Regions from separate parts of the Gossypium hirsutum genome. Here region 2 is linked to region 1. Evidence: chromatin contacts called from public Hi-C data. All regions are on one chromosome and are shown on one strand. The core of a region is the stretch at or near the end of the contact, and the rest is flanking DNA. Distances in the headings are between cores, read along the strand shown. Region 1 holds the start of LOC121225250 (coiled-coil domain-containing protein 93). Region 2 holds the start of LOC107937190 (transcriptional corepressor LEUNIG).

Region 1 (6,688 bases), core at 3,507-6,006:
TTTGATGAGATTTTCTAACATTTTTCTTTGATTTTCACTAAAAGAACGTACGGGGTGTCAAACTTTTCACTTGTTTTAGGAAAACCAAAAGGACCCTTTGTCACAATCAACCGAAAAATGAACTTGAAAAATCATAATATATGTATATTTATCTCTAATGACAATAAGAAAGCTATAGTTTTGACATGATAATGGCTGCCACCAAACACCTTCACTACCAGCCAATTCCATATTTAATACAGTGCTTATGCTTGAAATAGATTTGCATTTAATATACATTGCCAATGCCAGCTTTAAATTTCTTTAAAAAGAAAAGAAAAAACATTTTTGTTTATTTTACAAACACATGCCTTCGCCAGAAAAAAATCATCATTCATCATAGAGAAAATAAAACTTATGGTCAGTCTCTTTGTAACTGGTCTTTTGGCTGCAGTTTCATTTAAGTCTTCTGTCAATTGCTCAGCTGTAATCTGGTCTACATATTGGCCAACTCAAAGCACTCCATCACCAATCATGAAATCCAGCATTAATAACATAGACAGACTGTTTAAATTCATTTGCCATTTAGTGTCAAAAATGGTAAAAAAATTTAAACAATTTTGCGTATTAGTGCCGTTTACAACGTCACTATTATTATTTAGCGACGTTTTTTTGCTTCTCATTTCCGTCACTAAAGACTGATGGTGACAAAATCATAATTTTGTCACCAGTTTATGTACTAATTGCACTCTTTTTTTAATCATTATGATAGTGAGATACTCAATATGATGAGTTCAAAGATGCTAGAGCTAAGTTTTATGATCCTTGAAATGATATTCGAGAGTTTTGATATCGAAGAAAAGAAGTATGAAGCTCTGGTGAGAGATAGTGTAAGCTTTTTGAGGGTGATGAAGTATAAAGTACCGACAAGTGAGGACCAAAATTTAGGGTTGGTGGCTCACACAGACAAGAATGCTATCACTATTCTATGCCAAAATGAAGTGCAAGGGCTTGAGATTGTCACTAAAGAAGGACATTGGGAACAAGTGGTGGTTCCCAAAGATGCTTTGGTTGTCATTGTTGGTGATGCACTTAAGGTAAGTATATATAAAAAAATAATCATTCTTTCATTCATCATCCTCTCTTTTTCACTATGGAAATACATGATAGTTACCAATTTAATTGAGTATTTACATAAATATCATATAATAAAGAAATAAATTCAATAAATTTAATGTACCACTTCCTAACAAATTTTTGATTGTGAGAGAGTTTAATTAGTAATCACTGAAATTAAAAATCCAACGCTTTCAAATAAGATGTCCTGTTTTTAACTTTTTATTTGCGTCGCGTGCATCCCAAATATTTATACTATTTATAAACCTTCTAAAAAAATTCCCTTGTACTTCAATAAAGTTTTTAACATAATAACTCGACTTAACAAAATTCAAACAAACTACAACAGCAGATGAAGTGTTGGTAAAAATGAAAATTTTGTAGTTATTGAAGTTTTCTTTTGAATGAGAGAATGTTGAGAATGTTTTTAAGAAAATTTGTTGAATTGGTTTAGAGTTACTTGACTTTAATAGTTTATTTTTCCTGCAAAATAATGCCACACGGCAACTTTTTTCAGTAATTAACATCATTAGAAGGAGATACTAAATTGGTAGATAGAAATTAAATTTAGGTACCGCATTAGATATTTTGAAAGTGGAAGTATTATTAAAATTTTTATTAAAGTATAGGGGATTTTTTTTTATCCTTTCTTTTGTATATCCCAAAAATTAATAATTCAATTTAAGTTATTTTAACCTAAAATTTTTAATTTTTTACCTCTCAAATTTTTTTTTAAATTTTAACTTGATCTAATACAAAATTCTTAACTTCGTACAGTAAATTCTTGAAAATTAAATAAGGAAATACAACAACCAATAAATAGCATATATCTTGAAACTTGCATAATCAAATAATATAGTAAAACAACCTAATATAGTAAGGTTTAAATACAAACACATGTTGTTTTAAAAAATTATTTTATTATTTTAGTAGCCATTTATCAACCTCTTAAAGAATGTAGGAAGCTGGACACTTGAATACATCTCTAGAAAAGAAAATGTAGAAGCAGATCGAATAGTTAAAATAACTTTTAATAAAAGAGAAAGATTGTAATTGTTTACCTATAATCCCTTTGTTTTAGTTTAATTGGTTGTATTTTTTCTTTTTAAAAAAATAAATTTTTAAATAATAATAATAAAAAATTTTATATATATAGGCATGGAGCAATGGAAGACTTGTAGCAGTGAAACATAGGGTGGTGATGAAGGGGGAGAAAGAGAGGTACTCTTTCGGGCTGTTTACAGTGCCAAAAGAAGGAGCAATGATAGAGGCGGCACGTGAACTTGTCGACAATGAACATCCGCTCCTTTACCGCCCTTTCAAATTCGCCGACTATTTCTCCTACTTTGTCTCCAATCTAAGCGACGATGCCCTTGAGATTTATGCCGGCGTTTGACTCACTCTCATTTTCTTCTCTTTGTTTTTTTAATTAATTTTTTGTAAACTAGTTTTATTATATATGCTGTTTTTTCTTTTTATATAAAAACAAAGTTAAGATTATTTAAATGAGATTTTTTTTATAATAAAGGATTTAAGAAAATAAAAATTATTTAATAATTGAATTCGAAATTTATGTGAATCGAAAACTTAGACATAAACCTTTATCATTCCATCTGCAATTCAATAAATGGAATTTGAGAACGATGGAAAATTTTTTATAAAAATAATAATATGAACAAATATGTTTTGTTGTCTATTGACTGATGCTTCACATCACGTAAGCCATCGATGAGAGGTTGGTTTGCTTCTTGGTGTTCCATGCTTCCTACTGTCCGTTTGGTCTACCTTTATGGCCTTTCGCTTTTGACAATTCTTGTTTGATGTTTGGCGAAGCTCTTCTGCTTTTATAGTGGTGAAATGTTGACCAGGATCTGAGTATGCCGTGTCACTACTTAGAAATTATTATCTTATACTATTTTTCGCGTAAAATTTATAAAATCATAGTTCGAATTAGTACCAGCCAATTGGCGTACAAGACGCAATAGTGTAATACACTTTAAAACCCTTAAAACTTTACTGCAATTTCATTAGAAACGTAGTTTATCAAAGATAAGTTTTATATACAAATTCTTTCTCAAAAATAAACATATTGACATCACCCTCCCATGTCATGCATAATACAAAATAACAGATTTCTCACGGCAATACAGATCCTCTGGCGTAGCCTAACTAAATTTCCTTTTCTTCAACAGCAAGCCTGAGAAGATAAGGTAACAGCGACCAGCACACGAGAATTTCCTACTTGAGGTGTGCATGTTGATGGCCAATTGCAACAACCACGTTGTTCTGAATGGGCCACAAGTTGCAGAGACCAACACACGAGAAGATCAGGGAGATGGGCCAGCACTACACACAAGACCCACTCACAACCGCAAGGCATCTCAAAAGCTTACTGAGTTTGTTATGGGGTATAAAGAGGACATAAGAATGATGAATTAATTATGCTACTCTATTGTAAATCTGAAATTTTGTATTTCTCATCTCCTTCTCTCTGTGATTACTGGTTTTTGGTGTTTGAACTTACTGATATTCTGTTGCAAAAATAGATTGAATTACTCTTTCCTAGCTTGTTTTCCTTTGGGGATATTTTACTTTTGGTTGAAGGAAATCATTACACTCCACACGTTTGGTCCCGGTGCTCTCTCCCTCTTCTTCTTTAGCTTGGAGATAGGCCATACGGCCTCCTGGCCCAAAGGCCCGCCCAAAAAATGGGAGGATTTGGGCAAAAAAATAATACTCGTTTTTTAAACAGACCAGGCTTTAGGTAATTTTTTTTGGCCCGGCCCAAATTTACAAAAAAAAGTTGCTTTTTGCTATTGTTTTGGTGTCGTTTCGCCATTATTACTACTATTTTTATTGTTATTGTTTGATATTATATAATTCTTATTATTATTTATTTTCATTTTGCTAAGAAACATTTATTTGATGTACTATATTTTTAAATTTATTTTTATATAAAATAATTATATAAAAAATTAATATGGACGGGCTAAGTCAAGCTCGAATTTTAATATTTTTATTCAGGCCATACCAAAACCTAGCTTAAAATTTTATTGAGGCCAGACTTGGCTTTGATCATCTCTATTTGGAGGTGGCAGAGTATTGTTAGGATTTTTTGGGGACTGGGCTTAGTTGGGCTTTTTCCTTTGGGCTTATGGTTGTATCTTTTTAGATTTTTAGTCTGTATTTGGTTAAGTGAAAAGTAAAATAATAAATAATACTAATATTTCTTTCAAAAACAATATTAATGTTAATATTGGTAAGCAGTAAATTTTATATAAATAAAATTAAAGAAATTATATCAATTTATAAAGTCAACTTGCAGCATCATCTAGTGTTTTTTTATTATAAATATTTTTTTTATGATTAATAAAATTTATTAAACAAAATTGAGCTTTTTGCATTGCTATTAAATATTATAATATTTATAATATTTTTATATCAATCAAATGATAAATTAATTTAAAATTTTAAATTAAAATACACTTTATTAATTTTATTTATTTTTAAAAATAAAATTATTATATATTAAGAAAATGATTATATTTTTGGTGCAATTTTTTTGCACGCGTGTGATATAAGTAGAAACACTTGGGCCGAAACTGCATCCAATGGGCCCATTTAATGCTCAAAACCCTCAAACCATAAGCCCACTAACACCATCTTCTTCTCTAGCGTCTAGTAACGGTTTAACAGATCGTTAAAATTAAAGAGCTCGCTTTGAGTACCGCGTCAAGCTACGTCCGACTCAGTGTCCGAGTCAACGATTCCTCATCCTTAGCTGAATCTGATCCTGAACAATGCAAGAGGGCAGCAGCGAGCAGGAATTTAACAGTATAAGAGCTTCAATTGCGATGTTGAATTCAAATTTAGATCAACAGGTTAATCTTTTATCGAAAGTTATTTATTTTTTGTTATTATTATTATTAGGTAAATTTCCACATTTCTAATGACCTATTTGATGATACAGAATCAAAGGAAGATTAGCGTTCTCAATGAATTACAAAATTTACAAGAGAAAATTCGAAAGGAAGGTGCTGAATCCAAAGTGAAGAAATTCGTTTCCCTTTTGGAGAATTTAAAGGTTTGAACTTCTTTTTCCACTTATTGATATGTTTTAATTATTATTGCGCCATTTGAAAAAAAAAGCATTTTTTTTCTAATAAATTCTAGAATCTTGGATGCAAATTGTAGTTATTATTTCTCAAACGTTTTTCCAGTTACTAGAAAGACAAGAATCTGAAATTCGGTGTGATTTTGATGAAAAACGTTCTTCACTGGAAGCTGAGGTTAGTGATTTGGAGGAAAAAATAGCAGCTGGATCTGACAGCAAGATGCTTTCTCGTGGTTTAGATGGTTCTTTAAATGAATCATTGCAGAAGCTTAATTCAGCAAAGAGGGTAAAGTAACTTAACTTTTCATGGACTTAATCGCTTTTAAGTATATAAATAGTGACTAACAATTATGGTATATTTGGGTCATAGGAACTTGCAGCTAAACTGAGGGCAATAGTATCAATAAAGCGTCAGCTGGATGATGCACCCTCCCAGTCAGAACTTATCCAGTATGTTCACCTTCCTTTTCCATTGCTGTAAAGTTTTAGGCCTTGAAATCTTGATATTACATAGGTTGTCTGTATATGACTAGTTTGGTGATCATTCATGAGTTGTACTCAATTCTATGTAATCTGAGGTTTTATACTTGTAACTGTAAAGTGAGGTTTTATACTTGTAACTGTAAAGAGCATTGCTATATGAAACTTTTAGAAACAATTTCAACCAAATAGCAGTATGAAGCTTTTCATTTCATTTCAAATATGTTTGTACGTACAACTTGGCACTGCCTGTTATTATCCATATGATAAATCAAGAGTTTAGTTCTGGAGAATGTAGGTTATCCCTTAGCAATGTCTGCTTCCTCTGGGAAAAATAGACAGAAAAGAATAAGAGAGCAATTAATTTTAGAATTTAATTTTCTTTCTTCTAGGTAAAGTGTAATACCATTGTTGATTTAGCCATCACTTGCAGGTACGAGCGCCGGTTGTCAGAGCTGAATGCTCATATTCAGGTGTGATTTTGACCTAGCTTCTTTTTAACCCTTTGCTTCACCTTTTTTTTTTTTTCATTTTATGTTAAGTTCTTATAGCTCTATTAGTGCTAATATTCAACATTTGTCTTGTAAAGGAAAAACTTCAACAAACTCGGAAATTCTATGCAACCTATAATGCTCTCTTGGAGATTAAAGAGTTGATGCTAAAGGAAACTTCCTTGTTGAATTCCATAAATTCACAGGTACAACTCAAATGAGTGATATTTCTATCATTTGTTTATGGTCTGTTATGCTTCTGTCTCTGAACTTTAAAACATTGAAGTTTCAACTTGTTTCTTCCTAGTTAATATAAGTTGCTTTTAGATCCTTCACACTACTTTGCCAGCAAATAAATATAGGTTAATGTTTTGACTGATTTATGCTCTAGCCATTTTGTAATTAGATAAAGAGTCTGGTATTTTGTTGAATGCAGTTTTCTTTGATACTTTTCTGCTGCCTGCTAACATGGTTAATATATTTATTAGCTTCACCTATCTTTTTCTGT
Region 2 (6,399 bases), core at 2,858-5,357, 490 kb before region 1:
TGCCAAGGAATATGCATAAAATCATCAATGATTTGATTGTCAATTAATAAGTGAGAACTCTCTTTATGGAAATAAAAATTGACATTTGTATATTTCGATGAATAATCGTTTTGCCCATTTTAATAATTTATCAAATATGATAAAATTATTACACTTAGGAAAACTTAATAACATTGATGGAGAAAAGCCTTGACTTAAATTGGGTTGAATAGTATGATTTTTTCGAGTTTTCATCAAGTTAAGTGATTTTCGATTCTGATCAATTCTTTTCGGTTGACACATTTTCTAGTTTTATTACTAATTTAAAATCTTCAATCACTCAAAACTTGGGTTATATTTGATAAATTATTGAAAAAGTTTCAGTGATTTTTTTATTGGGACAAATCTCAAAATGATACATGAACTTTGATTGAATGTGCAATTAGATACATGAACTTTGATTTGGTGCAATTGTGCACATGAAACTTTGATTGTGGTTCAAATATATACATGAAACTTTAATGTTGATTCAATTATACTCATTTTAAAAAAATAAATACATTAAATTATTTTTATATTGGATAAATATAATTATTTGTGTATGAAATATATAAACATAAAATGATGCTATACCAATAATTGTGTCAATAATTTATAAGAATTGAATCAAGTAAAAACTTTCATATATAAAATTACACATTAAACCAAAATTCATGTATAGTTTTAAAAATTTTCCATTTGTTACTAATGTAATAGGAAAAATATATTAACCATTTATGTTGTCATAGTAAACCAAAATAATATATATCATAAAATTATCATTTAAAGCTTTTAAAATTAAAATTAAAAATTATCAAACAACACTTTATTTTTAGTAAAATCCCAAAATCAATTTGACAATTAGAAATAACAATCATAAAAACATCTAATAGATTGGAAACATAGGTAAAAGGAAGCTATAATTAATACATTCATCAATGTATAAAATTCATAAAAAAAAAAATTTAAACATCTAAACATTTGCACCTACATTACCTATCCAATTGAACCCATATTGGATTGGGCCTGCAGGAAAATTTATCTTCTTTGGCCCAGTTTGGTTATGTAGGAAGAATTATTTATGAATATATAAAAACAATTATATAATCTATTGTTATAAAAATGCAGTTTTATTGTCGATTGCATCTTAGCTCGATTGGTATAGGTATTGTTGTTAATGCATAGATATATGAGTTCAAGTGTGTTGAAGCGCATTATACTCTTATTTTTGAATTGGGGGGCTATGCTTAATTTTAAGCATTGTATATGAGAAATACGTCCCAGATTTTCTTTTTCAAGCATGGAAACTCCAGGAACAGAACAGAAGTAGTAAGATGTATTTTCATAATAAAGTAAAATATGTCAATTTTTTTCCCAAAATCATCTAATACAAAATAAATCTTCGACAGGAGGTTGATCGGTTAATTCAATAAAAAATGGATGATAGAATTAGACATGTAAATCTGATAAGAAAACTTTTTGAGATTGGAATTAAGTTAAGTACTTTTATAATAGTTGAAATATAAATTCATCATTGTATTATATATATTTTTTAATTTTTTAAAGAGATACATTGAAATTTTATCATTTTTAGGAGAAAATGCAATTTGACCATTTATTAATTTATAATTTTATAAAATTTATAGGTTAAATAATGCTACATTCCCAATGCCCTGCCAGCCCCAGTTGGATGGGTTAAATTAGGTCCAATTGATTCAAGTTTTAATATTTTGGGGTTATTTTAGGTAATTACTTAGAGTTTGGATGGTTTCGAATTTTTATCAAATTTGAATTTGAGTCAATTTGGGTTTTGAAGTTGTTTCATGTTTAACATTGGGAAGGAGTCATTTTGTATTACTTATTTATATATTTTCGGGTTTGGATAGTTTTTTAATTTTGCTTCAACATAGTTGAAGTGTTGATTTTTTGTTGTTGTTGCTAAATGTTCAAATTTGGGTCAAATCTAACTCACATAATAGTCAAAGTTTTTAAAATAGTCAAATAAGACTAAGCTTTTCCAAATGTGCTCAACTAGGTGGTTAAACATTTTAAAAAAAGTACTAAAATAGGGGTCAAATCTTTCAAAATTATCGATTAATGACTAAACTTTTTTAAAATTACTCAAATAAAGGTCTAATCTTTCAAAATTATCAAATAAGTGGCAGACCTTTTCAATTGTTGTATATTATGTTTTAAACTATGTTTTTATTTTTATTCTTTTAAGTAATATCTGACATAGCTATCATGTGTTTAATTTTAAACACGTTAGCACTCACCTAATTTTGTACTAATAGCTTAGGGTGGAATGCATGAAAGAATTCCTAAAATATTTGACCCTTATGTTAACAATCCCTAAAAAGATTTTGCACTAATTTAAACATTTAACTTTTTTTAATATTTAACTATATTAAATTTTTTTTATACAATACAAGTTCAAACTCACACATCTACACACTACACTACCACATAAACAAACCTACTATTTGAGCCTTAGTATAATGTATAGATGAACTCGAAACACTTCAATCAATGGATCTATAATTTGAGTTCAATTCATATTAAAACTTGAATGATCAACCATTAAGAAAATATCATGAAATTTTATTGTCCATTAATTAACTTTTGCTATTCATTTAAAAAAAAAACTCCTAGATGTTCAACCTTTTTAACCTAAATCTCTACTCTGTCGGCGGTGGCGTCGGCCTTTAGGCTAGTTACTGATCATGACTCTTTCATCATTTTTTTCGTGATTTTTATTTATTTTTTGTCCCAGTCTATATTATTGTAGCCTAGTAATGTTCTGTCGTAAATATGAGATTTGACAACGTAAGGGCGTCGCCAGATCTATTAGGAACCATTCTCGAAGGGTCTTATCATGATAAATTATGGTGATGGTGATAGATTTGAAATGATTATGAGGATAAGTCGTTTAAGACTTGACATTTTGTGCATTATTGACACAATGGGTCTCTTGGAGCTTTTGGCAGTTGTCTTTTGGTTGATCGGTGTTTATTGTAAGGTTGGATGGCGGAGTTAGGATGTAAATTTCAACAATTTGATACTTATCTGATTTATTTTCGAATGATTCTAGTATTGCATTTATTGTTAGTTTGTCTATTTCTCTTTACTTTTTTTGAGATTATTTTAGAAACATAACATTTGTGTATTAATTTATAATGATTTATTTATTGTTGATATCTTTATTTTTTTTCCGTTGAATTAATAGTAATTTCTTTTAAAAAAACGACACGAGTCATAGGATGGAATTAATTGAGGGCACAGTAGACAATGAAGTGAAAAGACCCCTGAAATAAATTTCCCCTCACTTGGGTCATATATAGGATGAATTAACATATTTATAGGGTCCAATATTCGAATTTATAATGAAAAAAAGTAAAAAACAAATATTAAAAAATATACCTTATTAAAAACTGTTAAAAATATTTAATAAAAGCAAAAATTATTTCAAATTTTCAATAGTTAATTTAATTTTTAATATTTAGACAGTCAGCTATTAGTTATATTATATTTTTAAAGTTTAAATATCGTGGAAGAATTTTGTAATATTTTAAGCTAATTTTAAAGGACATTAGTTTAGAACTATTCTGGCAAGTTGGAATCTAAAATTCCCAAAAATAGGAAAATTACAATAATGAATTAATTATAATAATTTTTAATCCAAAAAGGTTTGGCTGCTCACCAAAATAGATTAGATACAGTAGCGTTGGACAAAAAATAAGCTAAACGCATCCTATCGTCCATCTAAACCCACCTTTAATACTCTAAACCATGGGCACAGCTGAAATTTGAAACAAAAATAATAGATGAAAACCAGAAAAAATAAAACAATTGGGGTTTATTCATAAATACTAAAGAAATGAAGCCCCACAATAGAAAAAGCAATAGAATTGTATTTTTCTACTCAATTTACTAATTAACCCATACTAACCTCACCTAACTCACAGCTTTCTGGAATAAAATTAAGGAAAATTATTAAGGTTATATTGGTCATTTGAATTGAAGTACTGCCACGAAATCAGTCTCATTTTGAAAATTAAATAAATTGAAAGGGCTTTTCGTGTAAATTCAAGTAACAAAGCATTATGATATCTGCAACAGCAACCCCAAATCCACCCAAAGCTACAGAAAAGAAAGAAAATAAATTCACATACACCAAAAAAAAAAAGAAAAAAAAAGAAAAAGAAAAAAAAAGCTCTCAAAAATTAATAAACGTTTTTGGGATTGCAGGTATCTTTCCCTTTCTTTATTCTTTTTATTTTCTTTTTTTATTAAAAAATCCATAAATATAATAATTTCTGATATTGCTAAAATTAGAGAGGTTCTGTCTGTTTATCTTCTATTATTCTCTACATAGATTCTTCTCTTTCTACTACTGTAATAAGTTTTTCTTCTTTGGGTTTTTAAAAGTTTTTATTTTTAATTTTTAAAAAACAATGTTACAATGAGTTAATATTTTTATTTTTCTGGGTAGCTTTAGAAACTTGAAGTGAAGCTGTTTCAGACAAGTTACCTAGGAATCTGGAGCTGTTCTTTAGTGTTTTTGGTCTGTTGTTGGATTCAACAAGATGTCTCAAACCAACTGGGAAGCTGATAAAATGTAAGTCTTTTCTTTTTTTCCCTTCTTGTTAAAGTTAACTTTGTTTTGGGTTTTAAATCTTTATTATTATATTTATTACAATTTCTTTAGCTCTTTAATGTGGTTTTTGATGTTTTCCCTTTCTTTTTTGGTTTTATTTGAGTTCTGGGTATGTAAGCTTTTTCTGGGTTTTTGTTTGTTCATTTTGATGTCTTTAAAGATTTCAATTTTAGTTCTTTGAAAGCTTGGTTTTTTTAGGGTTTTGTTTGTTGTGGAACTTCAAGTTACTGTTCTTCTGTTTTGCATTATTATTTTTATGTAAAATGATAAATTTGATTTAGGGTTTTGTTGTTTATCAGATTTTCGTTGTATAAAGCTTATAATTTTATTTGCTTATGGAGTTATTAGTTATGCTTGTAAGTTCTGATTTTGCTCTTATAAGCATACTGTATGGCCATGTATTTTGTCAACAACAGGTTAGATGTGTATATCCATGATTATTTAGTAAAGAGGGATTTAAAGGCTTCAGCTCAGGCTTTTCAAGCTGAAGGGAAAGTATCATCAGATCCTGTAGGTAAGCAACTAAATGGGTTCGGGAATTATGTTAAAGCCAAAGATCTGTTCTTTTATATTAGATTGTTTAGTACTTTCATTGATGCTGGTGCTGAACTTGGTATCCAGCTATCGATGCACCTGGAGGTTTTCTCTTTGAATGGTGGTCTGTTTTTTGGGATATATTCATTGCCAGGACTAATGAGAAGCATTCAGAGGTTGCTGCATCTTATATTGAGGTTGGTTTTGATTTTATTTTTCTATTTTGAACTGTTAATTTGTTTCGAGTTTGTACTAGCCATGGATAACCTACCATCAACATTTTATTTTTTGTTTAATTTGTCGCGGATTGTTTTCTGTACTTGGAAATTGGAGTCCTCTCCTGAAAGCATATTGCATGATGAGCTTGTATCAAATGCTCTATGGGAACTGGTAGTAAAAGTACCATTGAGTCCCCCATACTAGGATTCAGATTGCATTTTGCCCCCTTAACTCAAAAAATGGGCAAATTAGTCATTGTATGTTAGATCAGAGAACAAACTGGTCATTTATGTTAAAAATTTCATCCATTTCTACTGTTAAAAATTGGTTTGGCTGACAAAATAACCAGATAGTTACACTTGGTGTGTTATGTGTACCTTATGCTGGCGAACAAGGACCAGTTTTTAACAGTAAAAAAAGATGAAATTTTTAACAAAAGGATTAGTTTGCTCTTTGATCTAATATACAGGGATTAATTTGCCTATTTTTTGAGTAGAGGGGGCAAATTGCAATCTGACTCCTAGTACAAGGGCCTCCATGGTACTTTTACTGGGAACTGGCTAACTAAGGGTATTTTTATTATTGAAAGAAGGGAAGCAATCGAAGGCAGGAGAAGTGTTCCCTGTTGTATTTTGTTAAGAATGTTTATTATAGAGTAGATTACGAAATTTTCTTGTCTTCCAAATGATTTCTTCTTAACATATGTGATGTATATGGTGCATTGATGTTGCAGACTCAATTGATTAAAGCACGGGAGCAGCAGCAACAGCAGCAGCAACCTCAACAGCCTCAACATCAACAGCAACAGCAGCAGCAACAACTGCAGATGCAACAGCTTTTATTGCAGAGGCATGCCCAACAACAACAACAGCAGCAACAACAGCAGCAACAACAGCAGCAGCAACAGCAGCAGCAACAGCAACAGCAACAGCAGCAACAGCAACAGCAACAGCAACAGCAACAGCAACAAC

The links. Hi-C and Micro-C count contacts between places; a contact is called where the count stands out from the background.
Region 2: a contact with region 1 is called in a Hi-C map of leaf, with 2.3 times the contacts expected there. The contact joins the promoter of LOC107937190 here to the promoter of LOC121225250 in region 1. A contact is called at or near these places in 3 of 34 Hi-C or Micro-C datasets (leaf and seedling).

Annotation. Positions count from the first base shown.
Region 1 is chrD13:61,655,764-61,662,451 of Gossypium_hirsutum_v2.1, reverse strand. LOC121225250 (coiled-coil domain-containing protein 93) reads left to right here and starts at 4,756. Exons shown (of 9, transcript XM_041109479.1): 1 at 4,756-4,976; 2 at 5,066-5,179; 3 at 5,316-5,495; 4 at 5,580-5,659; 5 at 6,123-6,162; 6 at 6,279-6,386. The coding sequence starts at 4,896. LOC121202854 (probable 2-oxoglutarate-dependent dioxygenase AOP1) reads left to right here. Exons shown (of 3, transcript XM_041109481.1): 2 at 752-1,076; 3 at 2,252-3,716. The coding sequence ends at 2,491.
Region 2 is chrD13:62,144,633-62,151,031 of Gossypium_hirsutum_v2.1, reverse strand. It overlaps LOC107937190 (transcriptional corepressor LEUNIG), which reads left to right and starts at 4,107. Exons shown (of 19, transcript XM_016870039.2): 1 at 4,107-4,266; 2 at 4,511-4,636; 3 at 5,092-5,189; 4 at 5,297-5,406; 5 at 6,162-6,399. The coding sequence starts at 4,605.